Regions from separate parts of the Mus musculus genome. Here region 2 is linked to region 1. The links are chromatin contacts, called in public promoter capture Hi-C maps. All regions are on one chromosome and are shown on one strand. Each heading gives the region's core, a stretch centred on a gene start, on an enhancer-like site or on the middle of the called end of the contact. The rest is flanking DNA. Distances are from core to core; before and after follow the strand shown. Region 1 holds the start of Fjx1 (four jointed box 1). Region 2 holds the start of Eif3m (eukaryotic translation initiation factor 3, subunit M).

The links. Promoter capture Hi-C pulls out the DNA fragments that hold promoters and counts their contacts.
Region 2: a contact with region 1 is called in a promoter capture Hi-C map of liver, with 2.2 times the contacts expected there. The contact joins the promoter of Eif3m here to the promoter of Fjx1 in region 1.

What each region holds. Positions count from the first base shown.
Region 1 is chr2:102,449,904-102,455,911 of GRCm38.p6, forward strand. It overlaps Fjx1 (four jointed box 1), which reads right to left and starts at 1,889. Exons shown (of 1, transcript NM_010218.2): 1 at 1-1,889. The coding sequence starts at 1,685. The coding sequence ends at 333.
Region 2 is chr2:105,014,933-105,020,691 of GRCm38.p6, forward strand. Eif3m (eukaryotic translation initiation factor 3, subunit M) reads right to left here and starts at 2,095. Exons shown (of 11, transcript NM_145380.2): 1 at 2,014-2,095. The coding sequence starts at 2,055. It overlaps Gm38521 (predicted gene, 38521), which reads left to right and starts at 2,189. Exons shown (of 2, transcript NR_165821.1): 1 at 2,189-2,271; 2 at 2,738-5,759.

The sequences.
Region 1 (6,008 bases), core at 639-3,138:
TTTGGGAAGGGGTGGAGGGGGCGACAAAAATGGACTGCATCTCCCAAAGAGACTGCCATTCCCGGGCCAAACCCCAGCAGCCAGTTTCTTCGGATCCAATCTCCACACAAGCACAGAACTCTTTTTATAAGCTAGGTGGAGGGAATGTTACACTTCTCGCCTCGGTGAGTTTGCCCTTCCAGAACTTGGAAAGGAAACAGCCTGGCATGAAAAGAAAGGGGCAAGTGGGTAACACACAATTTTTTTTTTTAGACAGCTTGGCGATCAGACCATTGGGTGGGCGTTGGCTGGTTGGTCGTTGCCCGTGGCAGAGAAGACAGCCCTAACCCCCATCATTCATACCCCAGTCCCTCTCTTCCTCGGAGTGTTATTAAGTCCCCGGGCCGGCGGCCGTACTTGGCCTTGCAGTGCAAAATGTGTTTGGCGAGGAAGTCAAGGCGGCGCTGTAGCAGCTGAGCGTGGGGTTCTGAGAGCTCCGCCAGCTCTGGGAAACGCGGTTCGTGGCGACTGTAGAGGCGCAGCAACCGGGCCGCCGCGTCCTGACCCCGGTGCAGCTCCAAGACGCGCCTAGCAGTCCGCTCTCGGAATACACACACCGACTGTAGCAGCGGTTCGTTATACTTGTCCCACATGCCGGCTACCCGGTAGCCGTGCACCAAGCCCGCCTCATTGTCCAGAAAGACCAACGCCCCTCCTGGTCCTCGGTGCAGGTTGCTCGTAGCGCGGTGCATAACGCGTGGGTCCCACTGTAAGCTGAAGAGGTTGCTCACAAGCCGGTCAAAGTTGGCCGTCAGGTAATCGAAGAGGATCAGATCGGTCCATTGTACCAAGTCCACCAGCTCCGCCTGGCTGAGGTTGGTCAGCTCGCCCCCGGCGTCGCGCAGGGGCCGCAGACGGCCGTCCTCTGATCGCCAGGGCTCGGGCACCACCACGTCGGTGAGGTTAGGCAGCCAGCGCGTCAGGCTCACCACGCTGCCCTCGGTCCAGTGCGCGGTGCGCAGCTCCTCCTGCACCTGCACCCACTGCGCGCCCCGAGCCTCCACCCGAGCCAGTGCCAGCGGCGGCACGTGGCGCTGGAGGCCCAGCAGGCGCGCAAGGTAGTAGGACAGGGCCTCGCCCTGTATCTGCTCTGGGTTGATGCCGTAGCGTACACAGGCACGGGTGCCGTCGGCAAAGCGGGCTAGGCGGTTGGAACTGCGTCCGCAGCCCCCGCGATCCAGAGCCACCACCCGAGCACCCCGTGCCACCTCCAGCCACGCTGCTGCTTGGGCTTCGGAAAAGCCCCGGGGAACCTGCTCCTCCAGGCCGCGGCTCCAGAAGACGCCCCCGTGCACCGCCCTGCGCTCCTCTGGCCAGGACAGCCCGGAGGGCTCGTGCCGCCCGCGGTCGTCCTGGTGCCTCCTAGGCGGGTTATCCGCGCCGGCCGCCAGGGTGAGCAGCGCCCGGAAAGTTTTCAGGGAGCCGCCGCGGGCGTCCCATACTAGGGGCGGGGGCAGAGGGAATCGCGGCTCGGGCGCGGGGCCGCCACTCTGGATCGGATGCGGAGGGAGTCGATCTTCGGGCGGCCGGGAGGCTGGCAGCTCGGTCCGCGGTGGCAGGAGTCCTCCCCACAGCGTCAGCAGCGAGCTCAAAGCCAGCAGCCAGAGCCCCGCGGCGGCGGCGGCGCCCCGCATCTTCCTCCCCATGCTCCTGCCGGCGCGCCGGTGCCACCGCCGCCGCTTCAAGCCAAGCCCGGGCGCCCGGGTGCGGGCGGCGAGGCGGGCCCGGCTGCTAGCTGGCTCCGGGGCTTCGGGTGCCGGAGCCCCATCGCGGCCGCGGAGCGCTGCGGGGCTCTGGCCAGCGCTCTGCCCCGGCGCTGGGAACTCGCCTCCCCGTGGCTTCCCAGCAGCTTTTGTATTTCGCTGTGAGACCCTCCGGCGGGCGCGATTCACAGGCGCCCGGACCACGTGGGAGCGAGGGGGATCCCCCTCCCCCTCCTCTGCCGCCTCTCCCCGCCCCCCACTCCCCCGCCCCTTCCCTTCCTCTTCCCCTTAAAGCGGCAACCGATCCTTCCAGGAGCGAGAGGTGGCCCCACGTTCTGTCCCGGACTTCGGGGCGGGGAGGAGGCTGAACTGAGGGCGTCCGTGCGGGGGCGTCGGAGCGGGGGCGGGGGCAGAGACCAATTGTAGGGCTTGGGAGTAGCGGCGTGTCCGGTGCTCTTGTTGGGAGTGGGATGATCCCCTTGTACCCTCCTTTGGACTGTGTCTGATCTGAAAACTTCAGACAGCCCCCCACCGCAGTACAGGCAGGGGTCAGGGTGAGTCCTTTTGCTACCTCACTTGGTGTGATTCACGCTGGCTTATGTAAATTCCCCGGAAAGTCTCGAGCCCTAGAGGATGTGACTCCAGCTGGGAGAGGAACCATCTGTAGCCAATGACTTTGAACCCATAACCTCTCTCCAGATGCAAGCTCCCCGGTATGGATCATTGCAGGCTTGAGAGCAATGAGGTTAACTTCTGTGACTTTTCTCAGGGATGCTTGGAATTAAACCTTGCTGTGCAAGTTGGACAGCCAAGTCAGGTCCCCTGGTCGCATGCCACTTGGCTTTCCCATTTTAAAGAAAGTTCAATATGTAGAGATAGGGATATCTAGATAGATATAAACACTTATTGTCAACATTCTCACCTTGTTTTTAAGTTGTCATTTAGTCAGTCACTTTATTCCCAATTATAAATTTCTCCCAAACAAAGGAAAATAAACAATTGTTTTACTAGTTTAGTGTAAAGGAAAAAGGACTAGTGGGAAGTGGGGCAGTGAAGAAAAAAACAAACCAACACATTATAAAAACTGATGCATCTTCCTCCAGACTTTCTTGGATTTAATTTACCAGCAAATCTCTTGGAAACAAACTGAATCTTTCCTTTCCCTTCTTGTATCCCATATTTCAAACTGGAGATTCTTAGTCATAAGATCAGAGCCGTGAGGGGTCCTGAGAGCCAGAGCTGGCACTGCCAGGGAACTGTCCCAGGACAGTACGTATGCTAAGCAGGTTCTCTTCTGACTCCTCCCCGAGTCCTACAGCCAGAGTTTAAAATCGGTTTCTTTCACATTGTGTGTGTGTATGTGTGTGTGTGTGTGTGTGTGTTTCCTTTCCCTATATTCCTCTCCTGGGAACACATGCGAGGTTTCAGCTGGGCTACATCTGCCTGTGCTGTGTATATTTATTCTGGAGTTATAGGGTAGACAATGTAAAATGTTTGTGACAGAGTAGATACATTAACCTTCCAAAACATGGCTGACCCAAGGCATACACCTTCCTGGGTTTCTTTCCCACTGGTACCTTGTGTGCCACCTGAAAGTGTGGGGTCTTTCTTAAATGTGTTCCCAACCACGGGGCTTCTTGTAGTGCTTATCTGATAAAAGGATTACAGTGCCTTCCATATGGATCCAGTACAATATATTAATTCATTAAAAAGTTTTTTTTTCTTGCCTCATGCAAGCTTCCCCCTGTCTTTCCCTAGAGAGCAGGGACTGTCTCTTATCAAATTTTTATTTCATATACCAGCTAATATAGTATATTACATGAAATAAGAACTGGATTCATTGAATTTAATTTTTGTCTTTTGATGTAACTTTTAGGTGTTTTTTTCCCCCTGCATTGAGTTTAGTGTGGGCAAACTGTAAGCAAGATCTCCACCTTGTGGGCATAATCAGAATATCCTCTAATTAGAGAACTACATTTTATAGTGGTGATTAAGTTAAACTCAGAACACTAAATGCCACCGTGGGCCAAGTTATGTCCCGAGGGCAGCGGGGCAATTCACAGTGCTTGGTGACTCTGTGGTTTTGGCTCTTGGCAGAATCTGTGACTGTGTAGTGCCTAGTGACCCACTATGGTACCCTGCATGGGGAGTTCTCTTGCCCACTGTGTAACAGTGGCCAGGGCACAAAGCCTGGCACTGAGCGCATATTCAGCAATGATGCAATGATTCACCTAGAACGAGATGAAGCTTTTCAAGTAGCATCATCACGTTTGTTTGTTTGTTTAAATATCTCACTGCTACAGGATACAAAGAAACTTTTCTCTCAAGTTCTTAAAAGGAAAAAATAATATTGGTGAGGGACTGAATGTGAGGGGAGCAAGATTATTAGTCTGGGAAAGTCCACTTTAATACCAGCCACTCCAAGTTCCAGACTCTCACAGTCACACTAAGGGTACTGATGAAAGGAGGCGTGAAGAGCCAGGCTAAGATCTCATGTCTCAGATGATGAGTGGACTTCATGTTTGAGCCCCAGAACCAGACTTAGCCCTAGGCCCGAGTGTACTCATGACCAGGATGAGATGTATGAAGCGCTTTAACAGTCAAAATGCAGAACTGCAGAAAACAGAGGGATAAGCTAGAGAAAGCAAGCACACACACACACACACACACACACACACACACACACACACACACACAAACACACCCTGCAGAGTGGTATGCCGTTTGAGTTATAGCAATGTTTGATTATTTTAGACAGTGTTTATAGAACCTGCCTCTGCTTTCCTGCTAGCTGACTGCCCTTGTAGCTCCTTAGATTTGAAGCCTGAAGACAGCAAGCACCCCTGCATTCTCTGGGGCTCTGAGATGGGGAAACATCATCTCTTTAGACCTTCAGCAGTTGCGTAGGGATCCCCAAATAAGAACCTATTTTCTCTTTTAAGAATCTCTTAGTACTCCTTAAGCTTAGACCTCCAATATATTCACAGTTGCCTGAAGTCCTGTGTGAACAATGGTCAGGCTCACAGAACCACACTTTCTGGGCAACTTAGGAAAGGTGGCACGAGCGCTGGGAGCCAAGAGTGAGGCTCGAGGTTGAAAGGCTTTCCATTTTCTGACTTGTTCCTTGGGCTAGTTTTTATCTCCCATGCATTTCAATTTCTCAACTTGAGAAATGAGGATAATAAATCGCGCCAAACTTACAGGTTGTTATGCAGCTCAGGTGAAATATTAACGGTAACCATAACAACAGCATTAGCAGACTCTTACTAAGTCCTTACTTCTTCTGGGCGTGGTGTGGGACTCAGCCCAGTATGGGCTTTATTAATCCATGTAGCCCTCCAAGCAAATATTATCCTTGTCTCACCATTAGAGATGGCAAGACAGAAGCATAACCAGAAAGTTACTGGCCTGATGTCACATGGCTGCCAAGTGACAGAGTTAAGGCTCTGGCACCTTTTGTGCATTATAAATGGTAGAGGCAATGTTAAGTATAAAGATGGTTGCATTAAATCAAAGATTCAACTCAAATTAAGCTTTCCTTGAAGCATGCTTTAGGGTTCCTAGTGAGTGAAATGGTGATGGGCTCTCTCTGTAGTCCTGGCCGTAGGCAGACACTCATCATGTGCTTGGCTCTAGTGAACCTCCAGGCAGCTTTAGGCAACCCATTCCTTGCTGCATCTCCACCTGGCCTCCTTCATTCTGATTTTTGCTGAGTTACATACTCTTCTCAAAGACAGAGATGCCCAAGTGCACTTTTTTTTTTGATATTTCTACAAAAGTAAGAGAAAATGTGTTGGTGCCCACAAGTCAACCCCTCCTTCCAGGAGATGGAAGCAAGATTGTAAGTTTAAGGCCAGCCTGAGTTAAATGGTGAGACCCTGTCTTAATAATAAAGCAAGACACTCCAAAATAAACAGAAAGAAGAGAGGGAAAAGAGGGTCCTTGAAGTTTACTCTGATCCCAAAGTGATTCCATGACTCCAATGTTGGCCAATACTACTGACCTTGCCCAGCTTTCTAACTCGCAGCTACAATTCCATTGTTTGTGCTGTTATGAGCTGGGTGGCTGTGTTCCCTCCAGGCTTAAGTATTGAATTCTCAACCCTAATGCCACTGTATTAGCTGCAGGGCCCTCTGGAAAGTGACTGGATCATAAAAGTCATGATCTCCTCGTGAATAGGATTAATGTCTTTGTAAAAGAGACTCCACATCTCGTGCTCTTTTGGTCATACAAAGACCCAGGCAGAAAATTACTGGGTATGAACCT
Region 2 (5,759 bases), core at 845-3,344, 2.6 Mb after region 1:
AGATCCACTTGTAAAAATCAAGTTATGATAAAACACAAATATCAAACTCATCTGCCCTGCTTCCAAAGTAACATGCAAGTGCTAACTAACTACCCTCCAATTGTGTTGATTCCCTCCCTCCCTCTACAAAGTCCACGCAGACACATAGTTCACAAAGATCATATTCAGTTTCCTGCCACCTGTATCCACTGGACTTCCAGTCTATAGCAAATGCTTTACTTATTTCATTTAAGCGGTCTCCACTGGGAGGGATGGGGACTAAAGATACATCAATCTGACTTGGCAAAGTTGAAGAGGTTTTTTTCCCCCAGTAAGTGAAAATTTTATAGCTGTCAAATGTATATATAAATAGCACTACTAAAATCACAGTCATCATCCGGACAATAGTCTATTCATTTGCTAATAACTTGAGAACCATTTGAGACAAGCATTTTGGGAGATACCAATATAAAAAGATAATGCCTGTCAGTGCAGCCTGCATGAAAGTGTATGTGTATCAAATTGTCTATCAATGCACTGTATAACAAATATCTTAAAACATAACATCACTCTCAGAGGCAGAAAGCACTTTTGGTACTATCAAAATAACTACTAAAATAAGTCATTTGGATGTTTCCTACTTTACTCTCTAGTTAGGATCTTTAACAACGTTTTTCCTTCGATGGTTTAACATTCATGCACTGAAACAGAAATGTAGATGACTTAAAGCTAACAGAATAAAAACTTAAAGAATCACAGTATAAAGCGTTCCATTAGAAAATGCACAGGTGCCAGGGTGAGGTGGTGGGCAGGGTGAGGTGACATATAACTGTGACCACAGCACTTGAGGCAGAGGCAGGGGGATCTCTACAGGTTCCTGGCCAGCCAAGGTTTAACAAGCCATAGTGAAACACTTCCCAAATATCAAAACAAGAAGGGGGTTGGGGAAAGAAAAAGCACGGATGTCAAATTGTCTGGACAAAGCCAAAAGAGCCTTGGGGAAAATAACCAACATTTTTAATCCCACAAATGTGTTTGGTGACCTCAGAAACCTAACAAACCCTTAGGTCTGATGGAATTATTTTTCCAAACAATAGCATAGTAATTTTATACAGAAGATGGCATGGTATTATAAAAAAGATATTTTGAAAACTCAAGTGTCATATTAGAAAAAGCAAAATAACAGCAGAAATCATTCTTTTTCTTTATGACACAAATATATAATCTAACCAAGATGTAAAGAAAGCATTTGTTCACTTCCTGCTTTACAAATCTTTTTCTAAGAATTAGTTAAGTTTAATGTTTTTATATCATTCTTGCTGACAACAAGACACTCTACAATATGGCCAATGCCAAGGCTCTATTCAGCCCCTGGCCTGAAGTACCTTTTTGGTAAATACTAGTCAATGCCTGGGAACTCTAGCTTCCTCTGCTGTCAAATACTCTTAATGCGGCATCTTTCTATGTGTGCATAACTTCCTTTCTTCTCCTGTGTAACATATGGAACCCCAAGTTTCTGTCAGTGGGTATTATAAAAGCGTATGCATGCTCACGAAGAACAGTTTGGGTTGTAGAAAATTAAAAGACTGTCATCCCAACAATTAACCTCCTGTTACAGAAAAAGGAGAAGCCATCTGTCCTGTACACCCAGGTGTAAACCCCAATTAGTGAACTTCAAAGTGTCCAGGATGGCCCGCCAGATGCTCCTGCCTCCCAGCCGCCTGGGAACAGAAAACGCGAGCCAACTAGTAAAATGCATGCCACCGTCGCCTGTGGCCGCGGAAGGCCCGCATTCACACGCTCAAAGTTGCTCCTGCGGGCCACACGCGAACTTAGCAGACGCTGGTCCCTGTCCCCGAAAAGTTCTGGGTCGTCATCGACGACTGCGGACGAGCCCTGGCGCCCACCGGGCCCGCATCCGGACCCTCGGCCGCGCACGCGCCGAGACCCAGGTCAGGAGAGCGCGCTCCCCCTCACGGGCTCCGTCCCGGGAATCCCCCGCACCCGTTGCCCCGAGGGCCCAGCATCGTGCACCTGGTCTTCCTCGCTGATATCGATGAAGGCCGGGACGCTCATGGTGAAGGCCGGGCTGCGGAAGACGCTCCGATCCAGAAACACGCCGACCGGAAAAGAGAGCGGTGCCGTACAGGGTTACGCACAACCGCTTCCGGGTCAGCCACAGAGGGCGGGCCTCGTGGGCGGGGCCCACAGTACTACTTCCTCCCCGCGGGCCTCTGCTTCAGCTCCTCGCAGGCTCCTACCTGAAATCTTCCCCTCTCCCCGGAAACTTAGGTGGGTTGGGCTAAAGTGTCCTCTGCCCGCCTGCTGCCTGCGGGTCACGGAACCCTACCTGGGCCAAAGCTTCGGGAGCCTAGAGAGCTCTTGCTGCCTCTGAGAGCTTTCCAGGTGCCCCCTGTCCCTAAAGCCTTGGAACTATTTTTTTTTTCCCCTGTGTTATGCTTCCCAGTTTGCTGGTCCAGTTGCTAGGCCATGCTCCTTGCTAAGTAAGGGTGACTAGTTTTCAAAGAATGCTCCCACTTAATTAATAAGGACTTATCCAGAATACACAGTGCCTCAGTGTATGTTAGGGATTGACTCCAGGATCCCTCCTCTAAGGATTCCAGAATCTATGGGGCTCAAGACGCTTACATAAAAATGGCTTAGTTCGTGTCTATATAACCTCCTGTGTACTTTAAGTCATCTCCAGGGCACTTAAAATAGCTAATCCAATGTAAATTCTATGTCCTCTGTTTTCTAGGGAATGACAAGGTCTGCGTATTCAGCACAGATATTTCTCCAGAATATTATAGTCTGCAGTTGATTGAACCTGGATGCAGAACTTGGAGCCATGAAGATCAAGAACATTGTAAATGCAACAATAAGGGGGAAATGCAATTAAAAAGTGGGCTGAAAAAGTAAAAACAGACTTTATTAGAGAATATACACATGGTATCCTCAGTTGATAGAATGTCCCCAATAAATGGCCTGTCAGGTATTTTCTTCCTTAATGATTGACATGGGAGGGCCCAGCCCACTGTGGGTGGTGCCACCCTGGGTAGGTGGCCCTGAGTTGCATTGAAAAGTAAGCCAAGCTAGCCACAAGGAGCAAGTCAGCAGGCAGCGAGCAAGCCTCTGCTTCAGTTCCCACCTCCAGGTTCCTGCCTTGGGTTCCTGCCATGACTTTCCTCAGCGATGGAGGTTAACCTGAGAGTTGTCAGATGAAATGAACCCTTTTTCCCCAGGTCGGTTTTTGGCCAATATTTTATCATAGCAATGGGAAGCACACTAAGACAATCTTCCTGGAGTACTGGGTTACAATGTGGAATGAGTGTGTGTGGGGGGGTACGTTCTCAAGGAAGAAAAGGAAGAGAGACTGGTTGAAAAGAGGGGAGCAGATTTCTGAGGGGGGAGAGGAGAGAAGAGAGGGTGTAAGAGGAGAGTGGGGCGCTGAGCCAGAACATATTTATTAGAATGGTCTTCTCAGAATTTCAGGAGGGAGAAGATACCCAGTGGTCCTGTAAACACACTAATATACTAGTTAACTAGGCCAAGGCCCGGGCACTGAAGCTGGAGGGCAACCCTTGCTCATCATCACAGCAATCTTTGCTTTGAATTTTGAAAGGTGACTTTTTTTTTCTAAGATTAATACTTTTCAACCTTGCTTTCAGCTTCTTTCCCCTTTCTTGATGGAAATTTGTTTCAAATGTTAATGTTGCCAGCTTTTTCTTCAGTATTTTATTTTAACTCATCAATAAGTCTTTCTTTAAAAATACATATATTTTGTTGAACATTTTAAAACCCTATTTTAATATTAGCCCCGTCCCTTACTCGCCCCTTTTTTCTGATTTCCTTTATTCTATGACTTTGTGAAGTAAAAGAGGTGACTTCAGGGGACTTTTGAGAAGGAGGTTTCAAAAGGATAGAGACAAAATTATTTGAATCTTTAGATATTTACTCATTCGCTAAAAACATATTGATCTCTCTGACAAAATTATGTACCAGCAGGTGGTTGACCTTCCAGAGAGAACAAAATTAAAGCATGCAACTTATTTATTGTTTATGTTATTGTGATGGAACCAAACCCAAGGCTTTGTGTGGACTAAGCAAGCTTTCTATCACTAAGGGATTAACTGTCATATTAAGGTTTTAATTGCCATGATGAAACACCATGACTAAGAGCAAGTTGGGGAGGAAAAGGTTTGTTTGGCTTCCACTTCCACATCATTGTCCATCACTGAAGGAAATCAAGACTCTAGCTGATGCAGAGGCCACGGATGCTGCTGCTTGCTGGCCTGCTTTTCATAGCTTGCTCAGCCTGCTTTCTTGTAGAGCTCAGGACCACCAGCCAGGGATGGCATCACCTACAATGGGCTGAGCCCTGCCCCACTGGTCACTAACGGAGAAAATGCCTTACAGCTTGCTTGCAAGCCCAATCTTATGGAAGCATTTTCTCAAAGAAGGTACCTGCCTCTCAGGTAATTATAAATTGTATGACACTGACATAAAACTAGCCAGCATACTCCTTTATAATTTTTCAATGACACTTTTTGTCAAATTCATTTCTTAATTGAAAAAAGACCCTAGCATTATTTTTCGTTAATAAAATGTTTTCTGATAATCTTAAGGTTTTTCTTTAAACACAAATCTGCCTTAGACAAATGGTACAAGAAGTACTATCTACTATATGACAGGAAGCATTCTAAATGCTTAAAAAAAAAAGTTTAGAGTCAGTTGAAACTGGGGTTAGCTGATGCTAACCTATGCCTGATATAAAATGGGGTCACTGGTATGTTAATAGCAGTAAAGAGTCACCCCTGCTGATAACCACACATACAACCTTCACTACTATATTATCCTTCTTGAGACTTTCACAAACTGTCCTCAGAACTTCCCAAAACAGAAGGAGCTGAAAGTTCAACAAAACCCTATATATTCTGAAAGGCAAAGCCATTTTTCTAGCTGATGTGGCTGTTTGTTTTCTTTTGAGGTGAGCTCTCACTAGTCCAGGTTGGCCTTGAACTCAGTGTGTAACTGAAACTGATCTTGAAGTCCTGACTCCATTGTTCCTACTTTTTTTGAATTACAGGCATACTTTTTTATGTGTGCACTGGGGACTCGAACTCAGGTCCTTGTGCTGGCAGAGCAATTGCTCTTACACACTAAGCTATTTTCCTAGATCTCCTTTTATTTTTAATTCTTTATTCTTTCTGATTAAAAATTCTGGAAAACTTGGATTTATCACACCTGCTTCCCTCTGTTTGGGGAATGTGTGTATGTATGTGTGTTGGGGTGTGTGTGTGTGTGTGTGTATACACATACGTGTGAATGTGGTGTCAAGGGGATAACTTCTTCTACTGCAGGGTCTGGGAACTGAACTCAGGTCTTCAGGCTTGCCAAGTGTTTCTACACACCTTGCCATATCACAGTCAGGCCCTCTTTAATTTTTAAAAGGCACCACTTTACTTAGAAATGGACTCTTCTGCGCTTGTCTTTCTTCTTATTTTGATGTATAAACCATGACTTTGATGGTGGAAGCTGCAGAAATCCAACCGAAACCTAGCAGTGATCTTGAAGGTAAAAGTCACGGTGGCAGGGAAAGGTGGAAGGGGCTCAGACCCTGATACTAGGAAGATGCTGTGCCAACCACGACTGCCTCTCTTGCTTGTTTAATGTAGGAGGAAATGAACCTCCATCTTGTTTTCATGTGCTATTACATGGGCTTTGCCTCACAACAAAGGAAACTAATTTTGACTGACTCAGGAAAGTTTGAACTCTGAAGT